2 separate regions of the Sus scrofa genome follow, and region 2 is linked to region 1. A link is a contact called in public Hi-C data. All regions are on one chromosome and are shown on one strand. The core of a region is the stretch at or near the end of the contact, and the rest is flanking DNA. Distances in the headings are between cores, read along the strand shown.

Evidence for each region. Hi-C and Micro-C count contacts between places; a contact is called where the count stands out from the background.
Region 2: a contact with region 1 is called in a Hi-C map of embryonic fibroblasts, with 6 times the contacts expected there. The contact joins the enhancer-like site here to the promoter of SLC7A5 in region 1. A contact is called at or near these places in 2 of 5 promoter capture datasets (fetal skeletal muscle and liver), 6 of 47 Hi-C or Micro-C datasets (embryonic fibroblasts, epiblast stem cells, fetal skeletal muscle and 3 more) and 1 of 2 datasets of contacts at active chromatin or transcription factors (alveolar macrophages).

The regions. Positions count from the first base shown.
Region 1 is chr6:1,540,992-1,548,910 of Sscrofa11.1, reverse strand. It overlaps SLC7A5 (a long non-coding RNA gene), which reads right to left and starts at 2,971. Exons shown (of 10, transcript XR_002344446.1): 1 at 2,326-2,971.
Region 2 is chr6:1,779,237-1,787,155 of Sscrofa11.1, reverse strand. The region is part of intron 2 of LOC106510444 (a long non-coding RNA gene); the gene reads left to right. Among named protein-coding and RNA genes, the nearest start is that of JPH3, 16 kb to the right of the region's middle. Within about 2 kb of position 4,900, at least 43 of the 83 cell types and tissues checked have an H3K27ac peak or open chromatin away from gene starts, as enhancers often do. A contact at or near this core is called in alveolar macrophages, embryonic fibroblasts, liver and 2 more, where this site is marked.

The DNA.
Region 1 (7,919 bases), core at 1,722-4,221:
AGACCCACAGAGAGACAGCCAGAGAGGTTGGATAAACTGGACCAGGACTCAGGTCAGCAAGAACCTCAGCTCTGCCGCAAAGACCAGCCTGGCGTCCCCCACATCTCAAACAAACGGTACCAGTAAGCAGTTTCATGATCCATGTAAACCTAGACTCCACCAAACTCCCAGGCCAGTGGGAAGGCATTACGGACCTAGAATCTCCCCCCTTCGGGACTCGTTAAAGACGTGCAAACACCAGGGACACACCGTGACAGGGCCCCTTTCCATCATTTCTATGTCAGACCTCCAAGAAAAGGGATTTTCGCCCATTTATGTCACCAGCAGGCTCATTCTAACCACCAAAGCCAAGCACAGTTGCGATGAACAGAGAGCCGCCGTCCTGGGCCAGCCCAGAGGACAGAAGCCATCAAGCAGCCACACCGGAGCTTGGCTCCAGCACCCAGCACACGCGGGCTGCTGGCTGGGGGTACAGAGGACCCCTTCTCCTCTCAGAGGTTCTAGAACCCAGTCTGTGTGCAAGAAACAACACTCAGAAACTCCCATGGCTTTGCACTGCCTTCTCCGTGGCCCCCAAGGGCAGGCCCCCTCCCTGGACCTTTCTCTGTGCCCAAGGGAGAGCAGCTGTTCCGGCCATGTGCCCCCCACCCCACGCCAGACCCCGTACAAGTGCTCAGTCTTGCAGACAGCATCGCCCTTGTTACCGAAAATCTTCCCCTCAGGAGAAGCAACGCACACACACAGACACGTGGGGTTTCAGAGGAAAAGAGCTCCACAGGCTCAAGAGGACAGGAAGAATGTCACCCAGGGTCCCACCACAAGGGCTGCCATTCACGTGACCTCCCCGCTGGAGGCAGAGTGCTGGGCAGGATGTACCCCCTGCAGCCCCTGCAGAATTCTTCCGAGGCTTTACCTGCTTAAACTCAAAGTTTTTGTAAGTACAGGATCCATTTTTCGAGACTAGAGAGCTGGCCCTGTAAGCACAGTGTTAGGTCGAGATCCTCCAGGCTGAGACTTTAAATCGGACCTAGCAAGGACAAACATGGGAGTGACACAGATCAAGCCAGAGGGGCTTTCTCGGACTCAGCCCAAAGCATCCTCTCAAAAGCCCTCCAGACGTCTCAGGTTCCCCAGTCCTCAGGCAGATCGCCTATAGCCACGGCTATTCCTAGACGTGGCCCAAAGGTTTTTCTAAGTGGAATCCTCATTTCTGAGAGGCCTCAAAAGGCAAAATGTGCCCTCCCTGGTGTGGCTGCCACCAGGGTCTCAGGCCTCCTGGGGTCACCACTTTCCGGAGTGTGCCTCAGAGCTCTGGGACACCCCCGTCCCCCCAACTGCCCTGTCCCCAGCAACACGCTGAACTTATGCTCCAGAGCCCCAACAGTACCAGGAGCTGCTCCAACTGATTACACTGTCCCGTGTCTCGATCCGGAAACCACACACCAGCCCTGCCAGCACCACCAAGCTTGGGGCAGAGCCTCAAAGCGGGTGGCAGCTCTGAAAGCAGGACACTTCCACCTTGCAAGCAAGTTGGCGGAGGGGTAGGGGCAAAACTGCCAGAGGCCCCCAAACAAAGAAAAGATAAGGAAATCACATGTCTTTTAGTACAAAAGATTTTCTTCCCTGAAATCCCATGAGAAGACAGCCCACCAGCATTCTGGGACCTTACCCACCAACGTTAGGGCTACACCTGATGGCTGCTTTCGGCCCAACCTGGGACCCCAAACCTAGCCCCCCACCACCCACATGTAAGCTGCAGCCAAGCACCCCTCCTCCACCAGTCACTAGGCAACCTTCAGGAGACTCCACGGTGCTGCCTAAACGTGCAGCTCATTCACTGCCCACACAGAATTTTATTACTATTGGTTTTTGTATGAGTCAGCCTTTCTTGATAAGCTGGTTTGAATGCTTTTTTAAAAAAAACTACGACCGCTCTAGACAAACAGTAAGCATTTGGGAACTCAGACAGGAAATTCGCTTTTCAGACGCTCCACGTGGGTGCCTTGCAATCAGACAGGGTATTACTCCGCTCCAAGGCCTCTGACGGACTAAGCCGAGTTACGGCCAGAGGCGCGAGGCGGGGACCTACTGGCTCTCTCTGCGGAATTCCAGGCGAGGTGGAGACGAATGAATGAAACGCACGTGGGTTCTGGGCCCAGGGCCCTTAGGTCTAAAACTGCGGGGTCGGCCTGGAACAGGGGATGGGGGGGATGGCCGGAGGCGGCCTGGGGATGGTCCAGGAGTGCGGGGACAGCGGGGACGCGGGCGCGCGGCGATCTCGGCTCCCCCTCCCCGCGTCCCCAGGTTCCCCCCGCCGGTACTCACGCACGCATAGGCAGGCCACGAGCTTGGCGGCCTCCTCCGGCACCGGGCAGGTGGGGAAGAGCGGCTTGAGCAGGTAGGTGGCGAAGACGAGCGCCACGATGTACTGCGAGGAGGGCCGGATGATGAGCAGCTCGATCCAGAGCTTGAGAAAGGCGGGCAGCGAGCCGTACACTTCGAGCATGTAGGCGTAGTCGCCGCCAGACTTGGTGATGGTGGTGCCCAGCTCGGCGTAGCAGAGCGCGCCCACGATGGAGAAGACGCCGCAAACGGCCCACACCACCAGCGCCAGCCCGGGCGAGCCCGCCTCCTTGAGCACGCCGGTGGGCGTCACGAAGATGCCCGAGCCGATGATGGTGCCCACGATGATAGCCACGCCGTTGAGCAGGGTGATGTTGCGCTGCAGGGTCACGCCCTCACCCTCCGCCGGCCGCGCGGCCAGCATCCGCTCCCGCGCCTGGCGCTCCTCCTCTGTGGCCGCCGCGGGAGCCGCCGGCGGGCGCCGCTTCAGGCCGGGGCCCGCCATGCTGCCGCGCGAGCCAGGCAGGGCGAGGGCGGGGCCGGGGCTGGGGCTGGGGCCGGACACCGGGAGCGCGCCGCCCACTGGAGACAGCCGGTTCCCACGGCGCTGCCGCCAAGCCGCTGCGTCAGCCCGTGCTGCGCCGCCGCCCTTTATACGCCGCCGCCGGCCCCGCCCCGCCCGCCAGGCCCCGCCCCAAGCCCCGCCTGCGCGGCGCGCCCCGCCCCTCGCCTCCAGCCGCCCTGCCCGCGGTCGGTCGGCCGGCTCGGTGGTTCAGTCCCGCAGGTGGAGCGTGCAGACTCTGTCCGGCCGCGGCTGGCTCGCGATCTGGGCCCCAAGTGCTCCCCGGAGGCCTCGGCCGGTTCCCCGTGTGGAGCGCGCCGACCGCGTGCAGCCAAGCGTGGCGGGCCGTCCCGGTCCCGCGCGGTCCCGGGAGACCCAGGCCGGTGCCCCACACGTGGAGAGCCCCGGCCGCGTCCCCGAACCTGGCGGACGCGGATGGTCCTGGCCCCGCGGTGTACCGGAGGACCCCAGCCCGGCTCCTCGCAAGTGGAGCGTGCTGACCGCGTCCCACCGAGCCTGGCGGACGGGTACCCGCAGCGCTTCGTGCACGTGGAGGGCCAGGCACCTTGCCCTCCTCACCGGCTCCCTCAGTGGCCCAGAGCAAGCACCCAGGGACCTCGATGCTGCAGTGTGGGCCTGGGCGATAAGGCAGGGCCAACCTGAGGCCACAGCACAGGATGGGTGGGATTTGGGGAGGCTCTGGGGCTCAGAGAAGACCTGCCTGCCCCCTGGAGTGTGCCCAGGCCCGGTGTGGCTCTGGCTTCCTGTTCCTGAGGTGATAGGATCTGCTCATCCTAGGGGCTTGGGCGCTATGAAAATGATCAGAACTGAGCGGGAGCCCCTGGAGGAAGCTCCAGGTTGGGCCTGGGGTCCTGAACTCAGAGAAGGGGGAAGCGCTGGAGGCCTCATGGGAGCTCATTCCTGGGCTCCGAAATTCCCATGTTTATCCCAAGGGAAACCTCCTTGCCAAAGAGCAGCATCCAGGGCGCGGCTTGGAGAAACAGCGACAGAGGTGCTGGAAAACCAGGAATCTGCAGAAGCTTAGCTAAATTGATAAAGCAGGGATTCCCTGGAGGAGCACGGTGAGAACCCCTCCCCCACATCTAGCTGGAATATCCAAAGGTAGGCTGCAAGATGAAGGGGCTCTAGCCTTATTCTTTCTTTCTTTTTTTTTTTTTTTTTTTTTGGTCTTTTCTGTCTTTTTAGGGCCCCACCCACAGCATATGGAGGTTCCCAGGCTAGGCGTCTAATTGGAGCTATAGCTGCCATCCTATACCACAGGCACAGCAACGCCAGATCCGAGCCACGTCTGCGACCTACTCCACAACTCATGGCAACGCCAGATCCTTAACCCACTGAGCGAGGCTACAGATCAAACCTGCAACCCCATGGTTCCTAGTCGGATTCGTTTCCGCTGCGCCACGACGGGAACTCCTTGAGCCGTATTCTTAAAGAACTCCAGATTTCTGGATAGGAAGTGTGGCCAGGTACTAGTGGTCAGAATCAGAAGAGGACGTGCAGGAAACCCAATCATTTCCGGCTTAGAAGCAGGAAAGGATGAGAAATACTTGCTGATTGGCATTCCCGTCGTGGTTCAGTGGTTAACAAACCAGACTAGCATCCATAAGGATGCGGGTTAGATCCCTGGCCTCGCTCAGTGGGTTAAGGAGCTGGCGTTGCCATGAGCTGTGGTGTAGGTCGCAGACACGACTTGGATCCCGAGTTACTGTGGCTGTGATGTAGGCTGGCAACTACAGCTTTGATTGGACCCCTAGCCTGGGAACCTCCACAGGTGTGGCCCTAAAAAGACCAAAAAAAAAAGAAGAAGAAGAAAGAAAGAAATACTTGTGGATTAAGCTGACATGCACACAGGGAAAGAATTTAGAGTCCCATCTCAGGGGAGTTTAGCCAGGGTGAGCCATTAGTGTTGCTAGTTTGTTTTGGCTGTGCCCGTGGCATGAAGAAGTTCCTAGGCCAGGGATCGAACCCCCACCACAGCAGTAACCAGAGCCACAGCGGTGACAACGCTGGGTCCTTAACCCCCTGAGCCCCCGGGGGCTCCCAGGGCATGTCATTTGGACTTTCCACATCCCACCAGTCAAACCCGGCCCCCCCAACATGCCAGCCCTTCATCTGTGACGGTCCAGTCCAATGACCTGTCCATCACACAAATACTAACTTGCAAGATGTCTAAGTTGGTGGCTCCGGGGGGGAATCAAAAGTCATCTCTCTGCTCTTGTTCTCCCGCTATCTTTTCAGAGGATGCCGCTTGGCGGGAGGCCAGAAGACCAAGGGCTGAGCGGACTTCCTGAGCCTTTATCAGGCGCTGTGCTGAGCCCCGGGTGTGCACATTCTTATTTAATGGAGGAAGTGCCACTTTCTTTGTCGACGAGGATGTGGAGGCTTGGCAGAGCAAGGGACCTTGTTTGACCAGGAGGTGGGCTGCAGCCCCATCCTTCAGGGCCTGAACTCAGCTGGTGTACTTCCCGTCCTGCGGCACCCACCCCTTGCTGTTTCTTTACCTCTAGGCCGTTCAACAGCTAAGACTTGACCGTCTCAGCATGCACTTCAGTTTCACGTGGAAGGCGGTTAGTTGGCCATGCTCTCGGGGAGGGTCCCAAACTCCTCCACCTGGTGTTCCTGCCGCTGACACCTGCAGGTCGTCCCCTGTGCAGGCCCCTGCACTGGCTCCAGGCCCATGACAGCAAGTGCCTCCTCTAGACGCCAGAGATGCAGTCAAGAATTGCATATGAGAGCGTGAAATTAACAACCCTGATAGGCCAGAGAAGCAGGGCAAGGAAGCGGGCCAGTCCCATCCAGCTTCCCTGGAGTACCACTAACAAGGGCGGCGGAGGACGGAACGGGATGTGCCTCCTGTGGGGGCTCCTGGGAAGCCGTGCCAGACGGAATATCGGGAGGGTGAGGACACCCCAGGGGCATTTCTACCGTCCCACGGCAGTTACGCCATCACTGTCAGTTTCTACTTAGTTTTCATGAGACCACCCTAGATTTCCAATGGCAAACTTGCCTTGGGAGACGTATATATAATAAAACATATGTTTGTCTCAGACCTGCCTAGTGCAAGTGGAAGAAAACCCTTACCCAGAACTCAACTCTAAAAAAACCAAAAAAACAAAAAAGCACAAACTTAGCAAAGAGCGCCATCTACTGGTGAGATGACAAAAAGGAGCTCTGAGTCCAAGGGCGACTCAACCAGCTCACTCAGCTCCTTCCAGGGACAGCCAGAGACGACCAGCACTGTGTTGTCTGCTCCCACCAGAGTTGGTGGAGAAGCTGGGAATTTCTACAGGGGAAGCTTTGGAGTTTCTGCGAAAGGCTTAAAGCCATGTGGTGCATCTGACCAGTGTTCCATTTCTAGAAATTGCTCTAAGGCAGTAAAGGACGTGCTCGGTTTGGGCTACATGGTTGTTTGCTGTAGTCTTAAAAAACGCCGAAGGTAATATTGGAAATAACCCAAATGTCCTACCAGCTGCCTTGTAAACTTTGCTGTATCCGCTTGGCGGAATACACTGTAACCATTAAAAACCGGGGCAAACAAGAATCTTTTCCAGCTCGCCATGTCCCGCAGTGGATGGAGGGCTGAAGAATCACCTTCTGAAACCCCATGGCTGGACCCTCGGGTGTTCCCGCTGAGCAGGGACCCCACTCTACATTTTGAGGTCTGGGAGGACCACCGTTTTTGGAGGAACGGGTAGTTCCTGTTTCTCAGGTGCAGGATGCGATCTGGCCCCAAGGCCACCTGCCTCTTCGTGGGGGAGGGTTTCCGGGGCCTCTCAGAACAGGGAGTGTTAGCCCTGGAGAAGCAGAGCTGCCTTGGAGCAAACAGGCAGGGCTTCAGTGGCAGAGCTGCCTCTCTGTAGGGGCTGTCAACTGTGACCCCCTTCGGGTATGCCTCTTTCTCCTGTTTGGGGTTCAGAGGCTCTGGATCCCATCCTGGGAGCGAGAAGCCCGTTGCAGGAAGAGAGGCTGGACGTGCGGCCAACGTAGGGCATGCTCTAGAAGCTTTTCCTGCCAGCTCTCTGAATCTCTCCTGTCATCTCCAAACCCTCAGTGATTTTCAGATTCCTGATGGCAAAATGTGGGCTGCTGAAAACAGGGCAGGGGCGGGGACACGGGTGAAGCTTAAAGGCAGAAGCTCTCAGCTGTAAGACGAATGAGCTCCGGGTCTAAGGCAAAGCATGGTGACCAGTGTTAGCAAAAGCCTTGATTGTGTCTTCGCAAGTTGCCAAGAGAGTAGATCTTACAGGTTCACATCCTGAGAAGAAAAATCGTAGCTATGGGAGTGATGGATATTAACTAAACGTACTGGGTGATCATTTTGCAATATAAACAAATATCAAATCATTGTGCTATGCATCTGAAACTAATACAAGGTTATACACCAATTAAACTGGGGGGAAAGGAAGGGAGGGTATGGCATGGCAGCAACAGAAATCATGGGCTTGACAGCCAGACGCCCCAAGTTCCCGCCTGGGCCCCACTGCACACCTCCTGAAGGAGCGTGGGCAAACCCTACCCCTTGCTGGGCCTCAGTTTCACTTTCTATAAAATGGGAATCATAGGACCTACTGCCAATGAACTAACCCAGGTAAAGCGTCTGTCCCCAAAGAACAACTTGATAAGCAGCAGTCGCTCGTAGAGGTAGTGGCAAATGGGCGGAAAATGGTGACCTTTATGCCAAGATGGGAACAGCCTCCATCTCCAGCTGGGGCCGGGGTTGGGGTGTGAGCTAGGAATTTTTTCTCCATATTTCCCTGTTGTTTCTAAACTATCTGCAGTGAGGCTATACTATTTTTAGATGGTTCATCTTAAAAAGTCCCGTTTTTACGGGTCCCCCAAATTGAAAAAAATGTAGCTGTGAACACAAGCGCTGCCTGGTAGTCCTGCCTCCCTTTCCAAACGCAACGGCAGCTTTCTCTCCTCCGATCTTCTCTGGGGAAACAGGAGCATCTATAAAGACGTCCTCCTGCTTGTCTGACTGTTGCTGGAGAGG
Region 2 (7,919 bases), core at 3,651-6,150, 240 kb before region 1:
CAGGTGCAGCCCTAAAAAAAAAAAGTGTGGAGAAAAGGGAGTCCTTATACACTGTTGGGGGGAAAGGAAATTGGTGCAGCCACTATGGAAAAGGGTACAAAGATTTCTAAAAAAAAGTAAAAAATAGAGCTACCATACAATCCAGTAATTCCACTTCTGGACACTTGTCTGACAAACCTGAGAACACTAACCTGAAAAGACGCATGCAACCCAGTCTCAGTTTTCCAGCTCAGGTCTGGCTGCTCGCCACTTAAAAGCCAGTCCTCGAGAGGCAAGGGTTGGTAGAGAGGAAAGCTTGGCGCCCTGAGCGGCTGCCAGCAACCTGGGGAGAAGCTGAAGTGGTGTCCCCCACCAGCTCCGAAAATTCTGCTCAGACGGGACAGTGTCCACGGGCAAAGGGGGAGAGGATCTCAGGGGGTCCCCGAGGCAGGAGCCTGCTCTCTGCTTCCTCCTCCTCCTCCTCGGTGGGCAGCCTGGCCGCCTCCTCGTTCTCTGTCTTGCCCGCGTGATCTCCCTGCAGGATTGCTAAGGGGGCTCTTGGGGCTGGAGAGCCTGGCATTCTTTAACTTCCTCAGTCCTCATTCTTACTTCTTTTAATCCAGGAAAATAATCAATGGGGTAGGCAAGGCAGGGCTTGCGTTCAGGAAAGCGTAAGTCCAGAGTGAGGTTAAATTGACCAGCGATCTCGTTTCTATAATTAAGGTTTAAGGGGTAGAGAAATAGGCAAGCAGGAAAGGGGCTGACAAGCACATTACTCTGAAGAGCCAAGCTGTGAGGTCATCGGCAGAGGAGTGGATAAAGAAAACGTGGCACCTGCTTTTTATCACCCCGCCGTAAAAAAAAAAAAAAAAAAAAAAAAAGAAATCTTGCCATTTACGACAACATAGTCCTGGAGGGCACTGAGCTCAGAGAAATGTCGAGAAAGACTGATACCGTATGATCTCACATGTGAAATCTCAAAAAGCGAGAAGGAAAGCCGAGCTCGCAGATACAGAGATGAGACTGCTCTTTGCCACAGGTGGGGGCGGGGGGGCGAGGGGAGGGCAAAGGGGGTGCCAAGGTCCAAACGTCTCGTTAAATGAACGTCTAGTAGGAGGAATGCACAGCGTGGCGACTGTGGCCAACACACACACACACACAATACACCACCGCACGGGCAAGGTCGCCAAGAGGTAGGTCTTGAAAGTCCTCGCCCGGTGAACACAGGTTCTGTCGCTCTGCCTGGAGGGGGGTTAACCGGACTTGGGGTGGTGGTCAATTCGCGATACCTACAAAGACAAGTCCTTCTGTGTAAACCCAGACTGATGTAACGTGACAGGTCAATTACCCCTCGATTTAAAAAGGGAAAAAGAGGGACGTGCTGACACCCGATCCATTTTGGAAAGACCCGGAAAATCCGTTGCTTGGTGAAAAGCCAGTCACAAGGGACCACAGGCTGTGTCACTGCTCTTACGTGAAACGTCCCGAGTGAGCAAACCCATAGAGACAGAGCGCAGGCGCACGGTCACCGGGGGTCGGGGAGGGGGCGGGGAGGGACTGGTAGCAGCTCTGGGGTCCTTTCCGGGGTGTTGGACACGCGGTGGAGCTAGAGAGAGAGGTGGCGGCTGCACCTGCTCTGTGAACGGGCTAAAGGCCGCCGGATTGTTCACTTGAAAATGGTTAATTTTATGAGTTTCCGTCGTGGCGCAGTGGTTACCACCTGCCTGGTATCCATGAGAATGCAGGTCTGATCCCTGGCATCGCTCAATGGGTTAAAGACCCGGAGTGACCGTGAGCTGTGGTGTAGGTCACAGACTCGGCTCGGATCCCATGTTGCTGTGGCTGTGGTGTAGGCCAGTAGCTACAGCTCCAAACGACCCCTAGCCTGGGAATCTCCATAGACTGCACCTGCAGCCATTAGAATAAAATAAAATAAAATAAAATAAAATAGTTAATTTTAGGTTATATGAATTTTACTTCAATAGAGAAAGAAAAAGGTGAATTTTCAAGGGGAGAAGGGGGTTTCAAAACTCCCCTGCGAGAGACAGCAGAGCTCCGTGTGGAACAAGGGAAGGCCAGCGAGGCCGGGCACAGTGCCCGGGGGCGGGGTGGGCACGGGGGGGCCCACCCCCAAGATCTCCCGTGGAAGCTATGCCCCCAGCCCAGGTCCCAGGCCCGTCAGCAGTGCTGCCCAGCTCCTGCGGCTGGTTGTGGTGTTCACAAGGCGTTCCCCGCTCAGCACCGGCCCCCTTGTCTGCCCGCGTTCGCTCGGCTGGGCTGTCCGGGAGATGCGCCAGGTTACAGGTGAGGACGGTGCGGGGAGAGGAGACGTGGTGCGGGGAGAGATTGGACACCCAGGTCCGTCTGACTCCAAAGCCTCTGACTCGGGGGAATTCCGGAACACTCCATGTGCAGAAGGCGCTGGAGTCTACCGGTCTGAGCCCTTTGTAGCATTGCAGTCGGGCGGTCAGGGTCGCGGCTGCGAGGGAGAAAGGGGGCGGAGGCAGTCACTGCCAGTGCTCAGCCCTGGGTGCTGTGTCGGGGGCTCCAGGCCACACGCCCTCCCTGAGGCCAGGATGCCATGGGGAAGAGATGTGTGGAGACTGGGGGTGAAGGCTGGAGGGGTGCCTAATGGTGTGGCTGGTGTCTCCTGCTTCATCACAAACACCCCGAACTCAGGACCTTAAAAGAGCACACGCCTGTCAGCCTGTGGTCTCTGCAGGGCGGGAGTCTGGGAGCTGCTGCCTGGGTGGTTCCCGCGCACGAGGTCCTGTGGCTGCAGTCGTGGTCACCCAGCGTGTCCCCTGGGGCTGAAGGATCCTCTCCCAAGCTAACTCTGCGGCCGCCGGGTCTTCGCTGGCTGCTCGCAGGAGCCCTCCTTTCCCTGTGCGTCTCTGCAGAGGGCAGCTGGCCTCCCAGAGTGAGTGAGCCAAGAGAGAGAAAGAGAGGTGCCCGCAGACTAAGGCAGAAGCCCCAGTCCTCCTGCACCCCAGTCTCAGAAGTGGGGGCACGCCACCCCAGCCTGTTCTCCTTGTTAGGGGGAGTGAGGGGGTGCCGCCCACAGGCAGGGCTGGGGGAGTCAAGTCCGCCTCTCGAGGGGCCAGGAGGGGCCAGGAGGCCGGGAATCTGCGGACACGCCTTTGAACCAGCACGAAGGGCGGCGGCGCCTGGGTGGCCCTGCCCGGCAGGGTGCGTGGTGTCACGGGGCTCTGGGCCTCGTGTGATTTCTGCTGAGGAAACAGAGGGCCACGTGGATTTGGAATCTGCGGACCGATGCCCGGCTCCCGCCTCTGCCCCTTCCCCTAAAAGCATCGCCTGTGAACGAAACCCGGACCAGCCCCTGTGCTCACCAGGCTGCGGGGTGGTTCACCAAGTTGGCTTCACTGGCAGTGTGGCGTAACCCGCTTCCTACTCTAAAATAAACAAGAGCTGCGGGCATCAACAGAGACACACCTGAAACGCTCCATGGGTGGGAGGAAAGGGCCCAGCGCTGGAGGGTTTGAACGGCCTGGTCCTCTTCACGGAGGTTCTGGGTGACACAGACGTCGGCCGCTGCTGGTCTCCCGGCCAGATGTCCCCTCCGGGCGGGCGGGAGGGAGAGCCTGGGCAGGGCGGCCACGCTGCCTTTGCTCTTCTAAGCACCCAGAGCACCTCCGAGGACGAGGAGCACGGGTTGAGTCTGGGTGGTGGTGCGTGGCTGTCGGGCGCAGGTGAACGTGTCTGAACTGGAAAGCCTGAGTGTGTTCGGACAGTGGAGCTGCTGTGAGGATGCTCTGGGGAGAGGGCTGTTGCCCTCGGTGCCCCCCAAGCTCTGACATGCGGGAGACGCGCAGCGGATGCTCAGGCGTGTGCACGCAGGCCTGCCACGTGTGTCACTGCGATAAGGAATTGGGGGTGGGCATGTCGGCGTGTGGTAGTCTGACTCCGTCGTGGGTGTTGAGCTGCTGGCAGCTGTAAAACCTCACCGCCCCACTGCGTGCAGGCAGGCTGACTGGGTGCTGCTGGAAGCTCCTTGAGAGCAGAGCCCCGCCCCCACCACAGCAGCACCCAGGCCATTTTGGAGCAGCTAGGAGGCCGCCCTGCTCTCCCAGCCTCAGGGGGTGAACATGAGACCCTCGCTTGGGCTGTGAGACACTCACTTGGGGTTGGGGGTACAGTCCCCCCGCATTTCTCCAGCCTGGCCACAGCACATGGACCCCTGATGCCGGAAACACCCTTGTCTCCCGGGATCAGACAGAGGTTGGCTTTCCTGCCCCCAGAGTCCTGGCTCCCCTCTCACCCCACAGCTGCTCCATCCCTGGGGTGCACCCTTGGGATCTTGTGAGAGAGAGAAGCAGGGCGGCCCCACTGCCATGAGGACTTTCTCCGGGTTGGCCATCAGTCCTCGCAGGTGTGTGGCTCCAGGAAGCGGCCCTAAAACACTGGAAAGAGAGGAGGCGGCACTGACCCTCCGAAGGTGCCCAGAGCCCTGACGGTGGGCTCCTCAGCTGTCGGGGACAGAGGGGCCCAGAGACCCACACCTGGCATCTCCAATTCCGTGAAACACAGCGTTGGGGCCAGCAGGGGTGACATGTGACCGTGTTCTGTGTGTCAGTGTCATGCATCCTGAAAATGGGTGGGTATGAAAAACTGCTTTGAATCTGTGCCCTGAGGTTACATTGCACTACGTGGACTTGCCTTCTTGGACGGCAACAACAGCCCCAAACTGGCAATTCCATGCGGTTCCCACAGAAAGCAAAACACTCCAAGTATTTTATCCCTCCCCCCCAGCTTTTACCGAGAGTAGAGTTTGTTTGTGTGTTTGATCCCCGAGCCCAAGAAGCACCCAGGCTTCACAGCTGGCTGGGCGAAGTGGGAACCCAGTGGGGCTGCATAGACGCTCCCGTCCAGACGGGGTCTCCCTCCGCCCGCTGTCTGCTCGCCCGCTCACAGCACCGTCACCGCTGCAGGGAAGGAGCCCACAGGCCAAGGCTCAGAAGGGCCCTCCAGGCACAGGGCTGGCCCCCCGCTGCCTGGCCTCGGTGCAGAGCTGCTCTCTCTCGGCCTCTCTGTGTGGCTTGAATTTGCTGGAATTGCGGCATAAACAGCCCGGCTGGACTGGGAGCTAATGGCAGAGATTCAGGCTCCGCGGGAAGGGGAGGAGCCTCGCAGGACCAGACACAGGCGAGGCGGCCTTCCAGCCTTCCGCCTGGGGCTGTGGCTGCCCGGCCCTGGAGGACCTGGCTTCCTCCAAGGGGGGCTGGCAGAGAACCCACACGCCCGGGGACCCCCACGCTGGGAGCTGGGGGTGGGGGTGGAGGAGGGGTCCTGGACTAAGAGCATCATCATCACCCACCTTAGAAATGCAGAGTCCCGGGCCCCGCCCAGTGCCGCCCAGGCAGCCTCAGAGCCAGGCGTCCCTGTGCGTGGAAAGTGGCACAGCCGCGGGTTTGCAAAATGCACTTGCCCTTTGACCGGCTGGTCTTTCCTTTGGAATTTATCCAGAGGAGGTGATGAGAGATGCACACGGGGCAACGTTTGACCTTGGAACACAGCCCTCACCATGGTGCCCTGGGCCAGGCGTGCGGGGCGTCCCATTCATTCCATGTCTTTGAATGTACCCCTGGGAGGGGGCTGGCTGATGAAGAGGGCGCAGAGATTCGCAGACTTTAAGGAGTCCGGGGTCACACCGCCATGGCGAGGTCGAGTTCGGGGTTGAGTTCAGGCCGCCCCACCAGCAGCCCCCCAGCCCACCTGAGTGTGTGGCCATCGTGGAGCTGCTTACACGTGAGGGGCGGGTGAGGGCGTCTCCAGCACCGGGGACTGGCCTGGTGGGATGCAGTGAGTCTCTGTCACTGGGCATCCTGCTCTCTGGTGTGGGGGCAGGGACTCCGCCCTGGTAGGACCCTCGTGTGCACTTGAACCTCAACCCCCAACCAGGCTGAAGCGCATGCTTCCCTGCCTCCTTCCTGCCCCTGAGCAAAGTCCCGGAGCCCCAGGGACTGCTCCCCCAGCCGAGGCCCGAGGTCCCGCTCTTGCTGCCATGGCTGCCCTTGGCGGGTGACGTCTGGTCTGCGAGACTCAGGCTGGCATCGCCTCGGGCAGCCTGGGGCAGCCCTTGTTCTAGAACATGGGGGTGGGGAATTGGGGGCAGAAGAGGACCCCTGCCTGGTGTCCCTGCAGCTCTGGTAGGTCCACAGTAGGTGGGTTCCCAGCGATTCTCCGAGGTGCTGGCAAGTGCCCACGTCCACACAGACGGGCACAATGACTTCTGAACCGTCTGGGGACAGGGTGACGGTGGCACAGAGAGCACTGCCCCACGTACCCCCGACACCTCTCAGTCTGTCTTCAGAGCTCCAGAGAGAAGGAAGCTTGCCCTTCTCCCCTCATTCCCCTGCACTGTCCCCGTCCCCTTTCTGCCCACATTGAGGGCTCTTCAATGCAGTGTGGACTCTGGAGCCAGACTGCTTTGGTTTGATTCCTGCCCCTGCCCCTTTGCAGCTGTGTGACCTTGGGCAAATAGCTTCACCTCTCTGTGCCTCAGCTTCCACCTCTGCACAATGGGTTCATAACGGTGTACTTTGTTCATGCAGCCGTTGTGAATGGTAAATGAGTTAATATATGGAAAGCAGTGAGAGCAGGAGCAGGATGTGTCGCAAAGCTCTAAAGGGAAATAAACCCCAGGCACATAAAACATTCACTCTTATTGACAGCTGTGGACAAACACTAGCAACCATTAAGTTGGGCTGTAGAAGACAGTTTAATGAAATGCAAAAATGTTCAGGACATGTGCTAAGTGGGGAGAAAAGTACAAAACAGCCTCTTGAGTCCAATCTTCATCTGTAGAATACGTCTGTGTTAGCTGCACCCGGGAGAAGCCTGGATGCAACCAAATCACCCCCCCGCCCCCGTCCTCAGGGCATCTGTCTCTGGGAGGCAAGGCTCCCACACTCTGAGGGCATCAGCAGGGGCAGGTCAAGGAAGCCAGTGTGTTGGCAGAGATCTTAGCAATGACACCAAAAGCATGAGCGACACAGAGAAAGCAGATGCAAAGGACATCACCAAAACGAAAACCTTTCGTGCTGCAAATGATGGAACCACGAGGAAAGTGAGAAGACAGCCCACAGAGTGGAAGAAAGGGTTTGCAGATCCGCTGTCTGATAAGGGATTTGTATCTAGAATACGCCAAGCCCTCCTACAACTCAGTAATAAGAGTACAAATTCGGAAAACGGCCAAGGGTTTGAATACATATGTCTCCAGAATCGGGCACACAAATGGCTAAGAAGCACATGAAAAGATTCTCAGCACCCCTAGTCACCAGGAAAATGGCACGGCTGCTCTGACCACCGCCTGGCAGCTCCTCCAGAGGTGAAATTGAGTCACCGTCAGACCTAGCAATTCCACTCCTAGGCTTATGCCCAAGAGAAATGAGAACATACTTGCACACAAACACTGAAGACAGATGTTCACAGCTGCCAAAAACGGAAGCAGCCCAAGGGTCCGTCAGATCAAATGGGGTCCACGCCGATAATGGAATATTACTTGGCCATTAAGAAGCCTGAGTACTGACGCTACAACCTGGATGAGCCTTGAGGACGTGACGGCGAGAAAAGAAGCCGGTCACCAAAGGGTCCTGTTGCATGGTCGCATTCATACAGGAATGTCCAGGACAGGCACACCCTCGCAGACAGGAAGGAGGTGACTGCTCGCCAGGGCCGGGGGAGGGGAGGCAAAGGAGTGACTGTTAGTGGGAACAGGGCTTTTTCTGGGGACAATGAAAAGGTAAAATTACATTGTAGCGACAGTTTCCAAGTTTATGATTATACCAAACCCTTAAATTCCATACTTTACTTTTTACTCTGCTTTTATTTTATATTGGAATATACCTGACTTACACTGTTGTTAGTTTCAGGAGTACAGCGAAGAGAACCAGTTACGCGCATACACATTTCCTAGCCAT